2 separate regions of the Mus musculus genome follow, and region 2 is linked to region 1. The links are chromatin contacts, called in public Hi-C maps. All regions are on one chromosome and are shown on one strand. Each heading gives the region's core, a stretch centred on a gene start, on an enhancer-like site or on the middle of the called end of the contact. The rest is flanking DNA. Distances are from core to core; before and after follow the strand shown.

Region 1 (4,923 bases), core at 1,206-3,705:
CTTTGGAAATACTTGCACCATGTTCACTGATGCCCTATTCACAATAGCTATGAAATAGAATCAATCTAGATGTCCATATACTGAGAAATACACAATGAAAATGTGGTTTATATATACAATGTCACTCACATGTAAAGAAAAATAAAATTTGTAGGTAAATGAAGGAACTGGAAAAAGCAAATTGAATGAGGTCACAGTGTTACTTTTCTGTTACTGTGCAAAAACATGTTGACCAAGGCAACTTATAGAAGAAACGGTTAATCTGGGAATGCTACTCCAGAGAACTAAGAATGGGTTACAGTTTTGATGGGGAGGCATGGCAGAAGGCAATAAGAGAGAGTAACAGAGCTAAGTGCTGTCTTTGTTGGAGTTTTGATCAAAAGTAAATAAGAGAAAGAAGAGTTTATTTCAGTTTACAATTTTCAAGCCACTCATCATCACCAAGGGAAGTCAGGGTAGGAATCCAAACCAGGAACCTGGAGGTAGGAACAGAAGCAGAGGCCATGGAAGAGAACTGCTTGTTGGCTTGCTCCTCATGGCTTGCACAGCCTGATTTATTATACAACTTAGGGCAAACTTTTAAGGGTAGCACCACCCACAGTGGTCTGGGCCCTCCCACATCAATCATTAGTCAAAACAGTACCCCCACAGACTTGCCTACAAGCCATTCTAATGGAGGCATTTTTTCAGTTGAAGTTTCCTCTTACCAAATGACTCTAGCTTGTGTCAAGTGAACATAAAACCAAACCAGACAAGTGTAATCAAAATATGTTACATAAAAACATGAAAATGATGCAGTTGCATCCATTGTTATGTGTGATTAATGATATATGCCTATACAATCTTTAAATGAGAACTTAAAAATAAAACAATAAATACTTACAAAACTCACAATTTGAACAGATAATTCATCCAGAAACAGCTAAAGCTGGTGTGTGGTATCCCATGTGGGTGGAATTGGGTCATCAACCAAGGATATAGCCATCTGAATTGACTGGACATGCTGGTAAGTTCGGGGAAACTTCATATTTGTTCCCCAGGAACCTCTATAGAACCTGCTAGAATATCTTCATGACTTCATAGATAATGTCTTATAGGATGACTAATTCAAGTAAAAGCCACAGAGAAACTATCCTCATTTATATTCTAGCCTCAGGGGGGGAAAAACACTAGTTGTGCCATACTCATTAGAAATAATCCCATAAATCCTATCTACAGTCAAGATATCACATTTATTTTAACATCTTATCAATTTTATAATACCAGGAAGGTATTATTCTCCCATTTTTACATATATTCTGAGTCTCAGAGAGGTCAACTACATTTTACTAGGCCAGAAGGCTAAAAGGAGTATGTTTGTTTCCTTAGTTTGTGCTTTTACTTCAGTAGTGGGGATCACACCCAGAACCCTGCACATATTAGGCAAGTGAGTGTAGTATCTGCGCTATCTTCCCAGCCTAGAGCTTTGCTTTGCTTTGCTTTGCTTTGCTTTGCTTTGCTTTGCTTTGCTTTGCTTTGCTTTGCTTTGCTTTGCTTTGCTTTCGTTTCGTTTCGTTTCGTTTGGTTTCGTTTCATTTCATTTCATTTCATTTCGTTTCATTTTGAGACAGATTCTCACTCAATAATCCAGGCTGGTTTATAATTCATTGCGTAACACAGGCTGGCCTTAAATTTGCAACCATCTTTCTGTCTCCACCTTCCAAGTGCTAGGATGACACCACACATAGCCCAGAATCCCCTCACCTTTTTTTTTTCAAAATTTCCAAATTTTATTAAAACAATACATCTTCAAATTAAAGAAGTCAATTGAACAACAAGCAGAATAGATGCAGTAAAACTACACAAAATCAATCCCTGTATTGTTTAAAAAGAGATACATACATGAGAAAAATAATAAAGAGCAAAGGTAATTTTACCAAAACTCAGGGAGGACACAAAGCATCAAGTGTATTAGCAAATTTTTTTTCTCACGAGAACTATAAGTTAAATAAATATTATTCTTTAAATTGAATATTACACAATAAATAAATATAAATTTAAGTTGGTTCATTCTACACTAACACAAGCCATTTCTTTCTTGTTTTATTTTACATTTATTTTTAATAGTGTGTGTGTGTGTGTGTGTGTGTGTGTGTGTGTGTGTGTTTGTGTGCCTATGTGAATGTATGCCACCACATGTGTTTGTGGGTATCTGAACAGGCCAGACTTAGATCTCCTGGAGCTGGAATCACAAGTGGTTGTGAGCTGCCTGACATGGGTGCTGTGAATGGAACTCAGGTCCTCTGGAATATTGATACATGCTCTTAACCCCTAAACCATCTCTCCAGCTCCGAACAAACCATTTCTAGTGATAGCTTTTTCCCATGAGATTATGACCTCTATAAAGTCAGAGGCTTATTTTGGCCATCATTGCTCATTCTAATTCTTTCCTGCTTTGGTTTTTCCACAAATGATGTGTCATGAGTCAGACCTCTCATCCTGTATCCTGACAACAATGTAGCATGCAGATCCTTTTTGCCCAGTCATGTTTGAGTCACATGAGACAAAAGATAGAGACAGAGACTGAAGATATAGTTCTGGTAGAGCTTGCCTTTTATATGTGAAGCCCTGGATTTAGTCCCTAGCACCAAAAACAACAACAGTAAAAGCAAAAACAAAAACATAGAGATTAGTCCTGGACTATTATATCCAAAATGGGACCTGGTTCTTAGATGAGAATGAAAGAGACTTCTAGCACTTCAGAACTCAGTCCCCTGGAGCCAGTGATAGACTCAAGGGAGCCTCTCATGGCTACTCTGAATTTGGATTAAGAGAATCCAAAGATCTACTCTAGGTATTGTAATGCCATTGGTAAAATAGTAGTGCAGCTATGCAGAATGGAGACACTGTGGTGCTTACCCAGAAATCCTAGGGCTCATTTTTGACTCAACAAACAGGTGATTTAGTGTGATGGCTAATCTTTGTTGTCAACTTGACTACATCTGGAAATAACTAAAACCCAAACATCAGGACACACCTGTGTGAGATTTTTCTTGACTGGATTATTTGAGGTAGGAAAAACCACCCTAAATCTGGATCATTTGAGAGCAGAAGAACCAGCATAAATCTGAACCATGCATCTGGTGGCAGCTAAAATGAAAGGACATGAAAAAAGGCAGCTTTTCAATTTTGCATGCTTTCCTTCATTCTCTCTGGCAAGGACATCTATCCTGCAGGTGAGGCGTTTCTTCCCTGGTATTTAGAACCTCCAACATAGACCAAAGACCATCTGAGACATCCAGCCTCATGAACTTAATAACTATTGTATTCTTAACCCTTGTATTGGGAGGCAGCAATTGTTTGACTATCCAGACCACAGCCCGTATGTTGCTGTCGCTTTAATATAGCCGCTTTTATTATAGGTTCATTCTATCAGTCCTTCTCCTCTAGAGCAGTGGTACTCAATCTGTGGGTCGTGACCTCCTTGGGAATTTGAATAACCCTTTCATAAGGGTCACCAAAGACTACCGGAAAACACATATTTACATTATGATTCATGACTAGCAAAATTAGAGTTGTGAAGTAGCAAAGAAAATAATTTTATGTTTGGGGTTCACCATAACATGAGGAACTATATTAAAGGGTCACAACATTGGGAGGGTTGAGAATCACTGCTCTAGAGAATCCTGAAGAACTAATACACCCAGTATCTGTGCTCTCCATCACTTGTGTTTTTGTAAGCTGTGAATGAAACCAAAGATACATGTATGTGAACTTAATGACCAGTTCAACCATCCATAGTACTGAGTGAAAGTACTCTTAAGCTTGGAATTTCATTTTGATCCTGAAAGTTTTTTTGTTTTGGTTTGGTTTTGTTTTTGGTTTTAAGATTTATTTATTTTTGCTTTATGTATATTGGTGTTTTGCCTGTATGTCTGTGCATGCAATACCAACAAATGCCAGAAGAGGGAGCCAGATCCTCGGGGACCGTAGTTACAGACTGTTGTGAGCTGCCATGTGAGTACAAGGAATTGAATCTGAGTCCTCTGGAAGAGCAGCCAGTGCTTTACTTTATTTTATTTTATTTTTTGTTTTTGTTTTTGTTTTGTTTTGTTTTGTTTTGTTTTAAGACAAGATTTCTCTGTGTAGTTCTGGCTATTCTGAAACTCACTGTGTAGATCAGGCAAGTGCTGAGATTAAAGCTGTGTGCCACCATGCCTTGCTTGCAGCTGGGGCTTTTAAATATTGAGCCATCTCTCTGACATCTAAGCCCGAGTTTTATACTGTGATACAGGCTATTGTCCCTGACTCGGACCTTGAGGATGGAGACCCCACATTATTGTTCTTTGTAGAAGCTAGTGTATCACTCTAGTATCTATGTGAAGAAGGTCTACTTGGGGCCAATGCAAGATACAGATATGGTATCTCAATATAGCCCAGGGGCAAGGGGAAAGTGTCCCAAGAAATAGCAATCTTTGTCTCTCAGTCCTATGTGGACCCCTTGCTGAGGGGAGATTCAAGGATCCCTAAACAACCAATCCTGATTCCACATACATAATAGTAAGGGCTTTCAACTTTCATACTAGAAACTCACTTAAAGTTACTTGATAGCAATTTAGACATTCTGTTGAAGTCTCTCTACAGAGACTTGTGCCAAATAATGTATTCGAGGGGCTTTATCAGAAGTTGCTGCTACCTGGAGTTTTATTGGCTCCTTTTCTGAAAGGGTCACTAACAAGAGCATTGGGATTCCCTGAAAGAAGGCACTAGAAAAGCACTTAGATTTCAAACAGATAAGCTGTTGACCACTCAAATTATGTATTCTTACAGGCCTGTGACTGGTGTTTGCTTGCCATTTGAGGTCACTGTTTTATTGAGACAGCTTTCATAAGCACTTTCTTTCATAGGTTTGCTCCTGGTGTGTTTATCCTCTCCAAAGGAACT
Region 2 (4,855 bases), core at 2,282-4,781, 250 kb before region 1:
TTAGAAATAGCAATGCTTCCCTAGAAGGCTAAGTGTAGATAAACAGTGCACAACACACACACACACACACACACACACACACACACACACACACACACGGAGAGAAAGGCACACTTTCTCCTCTCCTGCGTTTCTCCTTTCCTCTTTCCCCTTCACATCTCTTTTAGCTTGATTTAGACAATACTAACTGTATTGTCTAAATAGTAAAAGATAGCTGAAGATTCAGTATCAGGAAGCTTTATCTCTGCATCAAAGCAGGAAAGGTAGAAGTTCGCCCTTGGGCTAGACAAGAAGAGTTGGAAGAGTGAGATGGCAATGTCTTGGTCTCAAAGAAACTGATCTATCCCACCCAGGACAGCTGGGCATTGCAGTGTCTCCTGCTCTAATATTCAGCCTAGGCACTGCAGAGAGAGCACTGGTTCTTTAGTCTGCATACAGGTTGACATTAAAACAAACAAACAAACAAACCAAAGACAAATGGGATGAGTGCTAAGCAAGGTTGTGAGGGAACTATTTGGAAAGACAAAGATTTCAAAATGATAAGAGCTTCTCCCAAATGTTAAAGCTTCCCGAGTAGACTTGATTTCTGTTCTCCTACTTTTGTTCCAGCGGTATACAGCACCAGTGTATATGTAACAAAGACAGATGTTAGGTCTCTTGACAGGTGCCCACCCACCAACTGGAATTAGTTTAGTGGAAATGAGCTGGGTTCCTAATATTCCTGCTGCCACTCCCACCTAGTGCACTCTTCTCTCTTTTTCACAGAACTAAGAGCTACTCAGGGCAGCCACCCTGCGTTTTAGCACCTCAGCAGTGTGAGGGGGCGGGGGAGGGGGTTCCCAACACCCATGCCCTTGCAGGAACTTGTGCTACCTCAGCGCTTGCAGGGGCACAAGTCAATGAGGCTTTTTGCTCCGCGATCATCGTGAATCAGCAAAGCGCTGCAGAGCAGCAGCATCTCAGGGAGCTGAAATTAAGATGCTGGGGGAAGGGCACAAATGGAATGTGGCAGGGGAATTTCTAGCCGGCTCCGTAAATCCTTCCTAAGAAGGGCAATATAGAGTGAAAGGCGGATGTTGGCTAGAAGCTTTGGGGCTTGGGTGTCCCGAGGAGCCTTGGGAAAGAAAGCTGGGTGGCGAAAAGCGGGGACAGGCAAAGAGAAAATCAGCAAGAGACAGGTGGAAGAACCTAGGAAACAATCTCGGGCTGAACTGGACAAGTGTGTCCCCAGAGTGGACAGATCAGCAGTTGTAGCCATTGCTGAAGGAACATAGATGTGATATAGGGAAAGGAACAAGAAAAAAAGAAGAAGAAAAAAAAAAAGGATTTCAAGGTCCAGGACTTTTTTGTCTCCAATGCACAAGTTCTCAAGTTCAGTTTGAGAAGTAGAGGGTGTTGGGGAGTCTAGGGGACAGGGATTTTAGGAAAATGCCTCTTTCAGGTGCTTTTTCCCACTCCTGCTGAGCTGTCTTGAAGTGTCTGTGTCTGGCTCTCTGGCTCTCTCTATCTCTGGCTCAGTCTGCATCTCTCCCTAACTCCCTCCTCCTCCTCCTCCTCCTCCTCCTCCTCCTCCTCCTCCTCCTCCTCCTCCTCCTCCTCCTCCTCTTCCTCCCCCACTCTTCCCTCTTCTTTCTGCTTTGATTAATATGCATGTCCATGCTCAGTTGTGTGGCACACTCAAGGGACCGCTCCTACTGCCACAGCCACTTCCCATTTGACCCTTGGTACTTAGAGGTCGAGCAAACAGACCAGCGGTGTGGAGTGGGCTGACTAAGCTGTTGGAGCTGTGAACCTGAGGACCCTTCTTTGTGCTCTGGTTCCCACCCCAACCTGGCAGGACGGGGAGCATCAGTGACCCAGACTCCGTGGATCCCACTCTGTCTGCATTCCAATGGACGGACCCCGGGGCTCGGAGCGCGCAAATAAACGCGCTAAATTGTACCTGTGCGTGGCCGTTCCCGCCGCCGCAGGTCTGTCCCAGGCCGAAGCCAGCGTCCGCCTTCTCGGGAAATCTCCCGAGGGGAAGTGCGAGGGGGAACCACAGTGGCTGCCTGCTAGCTATGGCTGGCGCACACACGCACAAGCCCAACTTTGCCAAGCCTTCAGAGCCCCTCTGGCTCCCCCGCGCCCCCTGCGGCTCGACATACTCAGAGACCAGTACATCTCTTGTTCTGATATAAGGGTCCCCGTACTCGCACACTGTCGCGCGTGGAGGAGGAGCAGGTGGAGTGAGAGAAGGGGGTTAAGTACTGACTCCCCGACCAGCATTTCCCAGTCTACACCCGCAGGGGGGCCCGCACCAGCTCCACCGCACCAGATCCCCCAGACCTGCCAATGACGACAGAGAGAGGAGGAGGAGAAGGAGGAGGAAAAAAAAGGCAGGGAGGGAAAAGAGGAGCCTGGAGACAGACAGTTCCATGGACTGACCGAGTGTCATTATCAGCACTTTTCTTATTGGGGGACAGGGTGGAGAGAGTGGTGAAGGGATTGCACCACTGCCCAGTTCAATCCACTCTGGAGCGACCCTAAAATTGGGACTTGGGAGGAAGATTGTCCTAGAACACATTTGGGGTGGACAGCCTCCAAATGCACACAGGTCCCCTGTGGTGCCCCTGGAGCTGCAGTGTTGGGGAGATCTTAAAAGGCTCTTACTTGGGAGGAGGCGTGATTTCCATGCTCGAGCGTCTCGGTTCCCCACCCCCTCTCGGTAATAGCCAGTGCGCGCCACCACCTGAGCCTGGCAAGAGCCGGGGCGCACGCAGTCTTCAGCCTGCGTCTTTCCGCGTCTGAAGAGACTTGGCTCAAAGCGGGTCTGCCCGACACCCCCACCCTACCCCCTAACGGGAGAACTCTTATACTTTATTTTGTTTGAAAAATCCGGGACATCTCTTTATTTATCTCTGAGTCTCCCCAGAGGAGGCCAGGGGAAGGGGAAGGGGGTGAGCCCGCTTGGCCGGCCAAGCTGAGGGAGGGGGAGTACACTGAGAGGAGGGGACTGGGTGTAGCCTGGAATTCTCTGTCCTCGTGTTCCAGGCTGGCGCGCAGAGTCTTCTGGCGCTAGCGCCACCACCACCACCGCTCTCCGCGCCATCCCGTCGTTGGCTTCGGGGATCCGGTGAGTGGGGTCATGAGGAGCCGCGGGGGCCGCTCCCAGCCCCGCCCGCTCTGAGCGGGAACGCGGCAGTGTCGCGTGTCGCCCCCCAGGCTGGGAGCCGGCGGGGGGTGGGGAGGTCGCCCCGGGTAGGGCGGGGTGGGGGCGGCGCGGAGGCCGCCAAGCTGGGGGGCTCTCCGGGCAGGCGCGGCAGCGGGCAGGAGGGCGTGTCTCCAGCCGGAGGGGTCCCTCCCGAGGCGCGGCGCGGGACTCCCCGATGGTGGTGCCGCGGCTCCAGGAGAGCTCAGGGTCTTGCCTCCGCCGCCGCCGCCGTCGCCGCCGCCGCTGCGGGCGCCACCACCACCACCACCACCACCGCCGCCGCCGCCGCCGCCGTCGCCCGAGCCCGCGCCGAGCGTGCGCCTCGCCCTCCTCCCGCGCCCGCTCTGCTCTAGGATGCTGCGGCAGGTTCTGCACAGGGGCTTGAGGACGTGTTTCTCCCGGCTTGGCCACTTCATTGCCAGTCACCCGGTCTTCTTTGCTTCGGCGCCGGTGCTCATCTCCATCCTGCTCGGCGCCAGCTTCAGCCGCTACCAGGTCGAAGAGAGCGTGGAGCACCTGCTGGCGCCCCAGCACAGCCTAGCCAAGATCGAGCGCAACCTAGTCAACAGCCTCTTCCCGGTCAACCGCTCCAAGCACCGGCTCTACTCGGACCTGCAGACCCCTGGGCGCTACGGCCGGGTCATTGTCACCTCCTACCAGAAAGCCAACATGCTAGACCAACATCACACGGACCTGATCTTAAAGGTGAGACCAGGGCGGGTTCTGGCAGCCCCTGGCGCCGCGGCTGCTCTGGCTGTGCTGGTTCCGCGCGGGGTCCCGGCTCAGAAGCCACCTCTAGTGTCCCGGGCAGTGGCTCCCACGGGGGCTCCTCTGCACTGCGCGCCCCTAGGCAGCAACCTAGAGTCTCAGAGTCTCGGAGGCAGGAAACGTTCAGGTCCGGGTCCTGGCTGGGCCCTGCCCTCCCCGCCTCTGCCGTAACCCCGCAGCTGCTGCAACAGTTGGGGCGGCGGCGACTACGGTGCTTTAGTGCGCTTGTTTTGGTCGCAGTGGGCTTGGGGGCAGGGAGGCTTTAGGTTAACTGGGCCAAGAAGAAGCGGAACAAGAGAATACATTCAAGAAAGTCCCGCTACTTGAGAATAGAATACTATTCAGGAGGAGGGAGGTGAGGTTCAAAGACACCATTCTCTGTTCCCGTTTTTTTTCTTCTCTTTTCCTCTAGTCGCTGCACCCGAATTGTTTTTGGATAGGTTGCTGTGGGTAGTAGGTAAGGGACAGAGGACTGTGAGTTGGCATGGTGAGGAAAATAACACCCACCCACCCCCAACCAAAGTGCGGTTCCTGATGAGGACCGGGGCGGCCACCAGACCACTCTTCCAGGATCAAGGTAGCCATGTCTGTGTTTGAGAGTAGGAAATGGTGCTTGTAACTCACAGTTATTTCATCTTTCACAGTACTTTCAATCCACTTAAACGCAACTTCTTTGGGGAAAGACAGAACAGGTTGATATACTTTTATTGTTTCTTTTTTTTTCTTTTTTCTTTTTTTCTTTTTTTGAACGCGTGGTTGAAGGGCAGATCCAAAGCCCGGAGATTAGGAGCCAGGATGTGACCCCAAGAAGATCTCAGGAACACAGAACAGAAACCACTTGCCCACTTGTGCCATCAGCCCGAGGTGGGAATTTGCTGTGAAAAGTGAGGTTAA

Evidence for each region. Hi-C and Micro-C count contacts between places; a contact is called where the count stands out from the background.
Region 2: a contact with region 1 is called in a Hi-C map of adipose-derived mesenchymal stem cells, with 4 times the contacts expected there. The contact joins the promoter of Ptchd1 here to the enhancer-like site in region 1. A contact is called at or near these places in 8 of 39 promoter capture datasets (the 3T3-L1 cell line, the C10 cell line, the HPC-7 cell line and 3 more), 23 of 484 Hi-C or Micro-C datasets (the HPC-5 cell line, adipose-derived mesenchymal stem cells, bone marrow-derived macrophages and 12 more), 6 of 115 datasets of contacts at active chromatin or transcription factors (bone marrow-derived dendritic cells, bone marrow-derived macrophages, embryonic stem cells and 2 more) and 1 of 9 other capture datasets (embryonic stem cells).

What each region holds. Positions count from the first base shown.
Region 1 is chrX:155,375,768-155,380,690 of GRCm38.p6, reverse strand. All of the region lies in intron 2 of Gm39545 (a long non-coding RNA gene), which reads right to left. Among named protein-coding and RNA genes, the nearest start is that of Gm39545, 23 kb to the right of the region's middle. Within about 2 kb of position 2,455, at least 6 of the 459 cell types and tissues checked have an H3K27ac peak or open chromatin away from gene starts, as enhancers often do. A contact at or near this core is called in adipose-derived mesenchymal stem cells, where this site is marked.
Region 2 is chrX:155,622,003-155,626,857 of GRCm38.p6, reverse strand. It overlaps Ptchd1 (patched domain containing 1), which reads left to right and starts at 3,531. Exons shown (of 3, transcript NM_001093750.1): 1 at 3,531-3,898. The coding sequence starts at 3,548. Gm15155 (a long non-coding RNA gene) reads right to left here and starts at 2,322. Exons shown (of 4, transcript XR_387096.4): 1 at 1,943-2,322.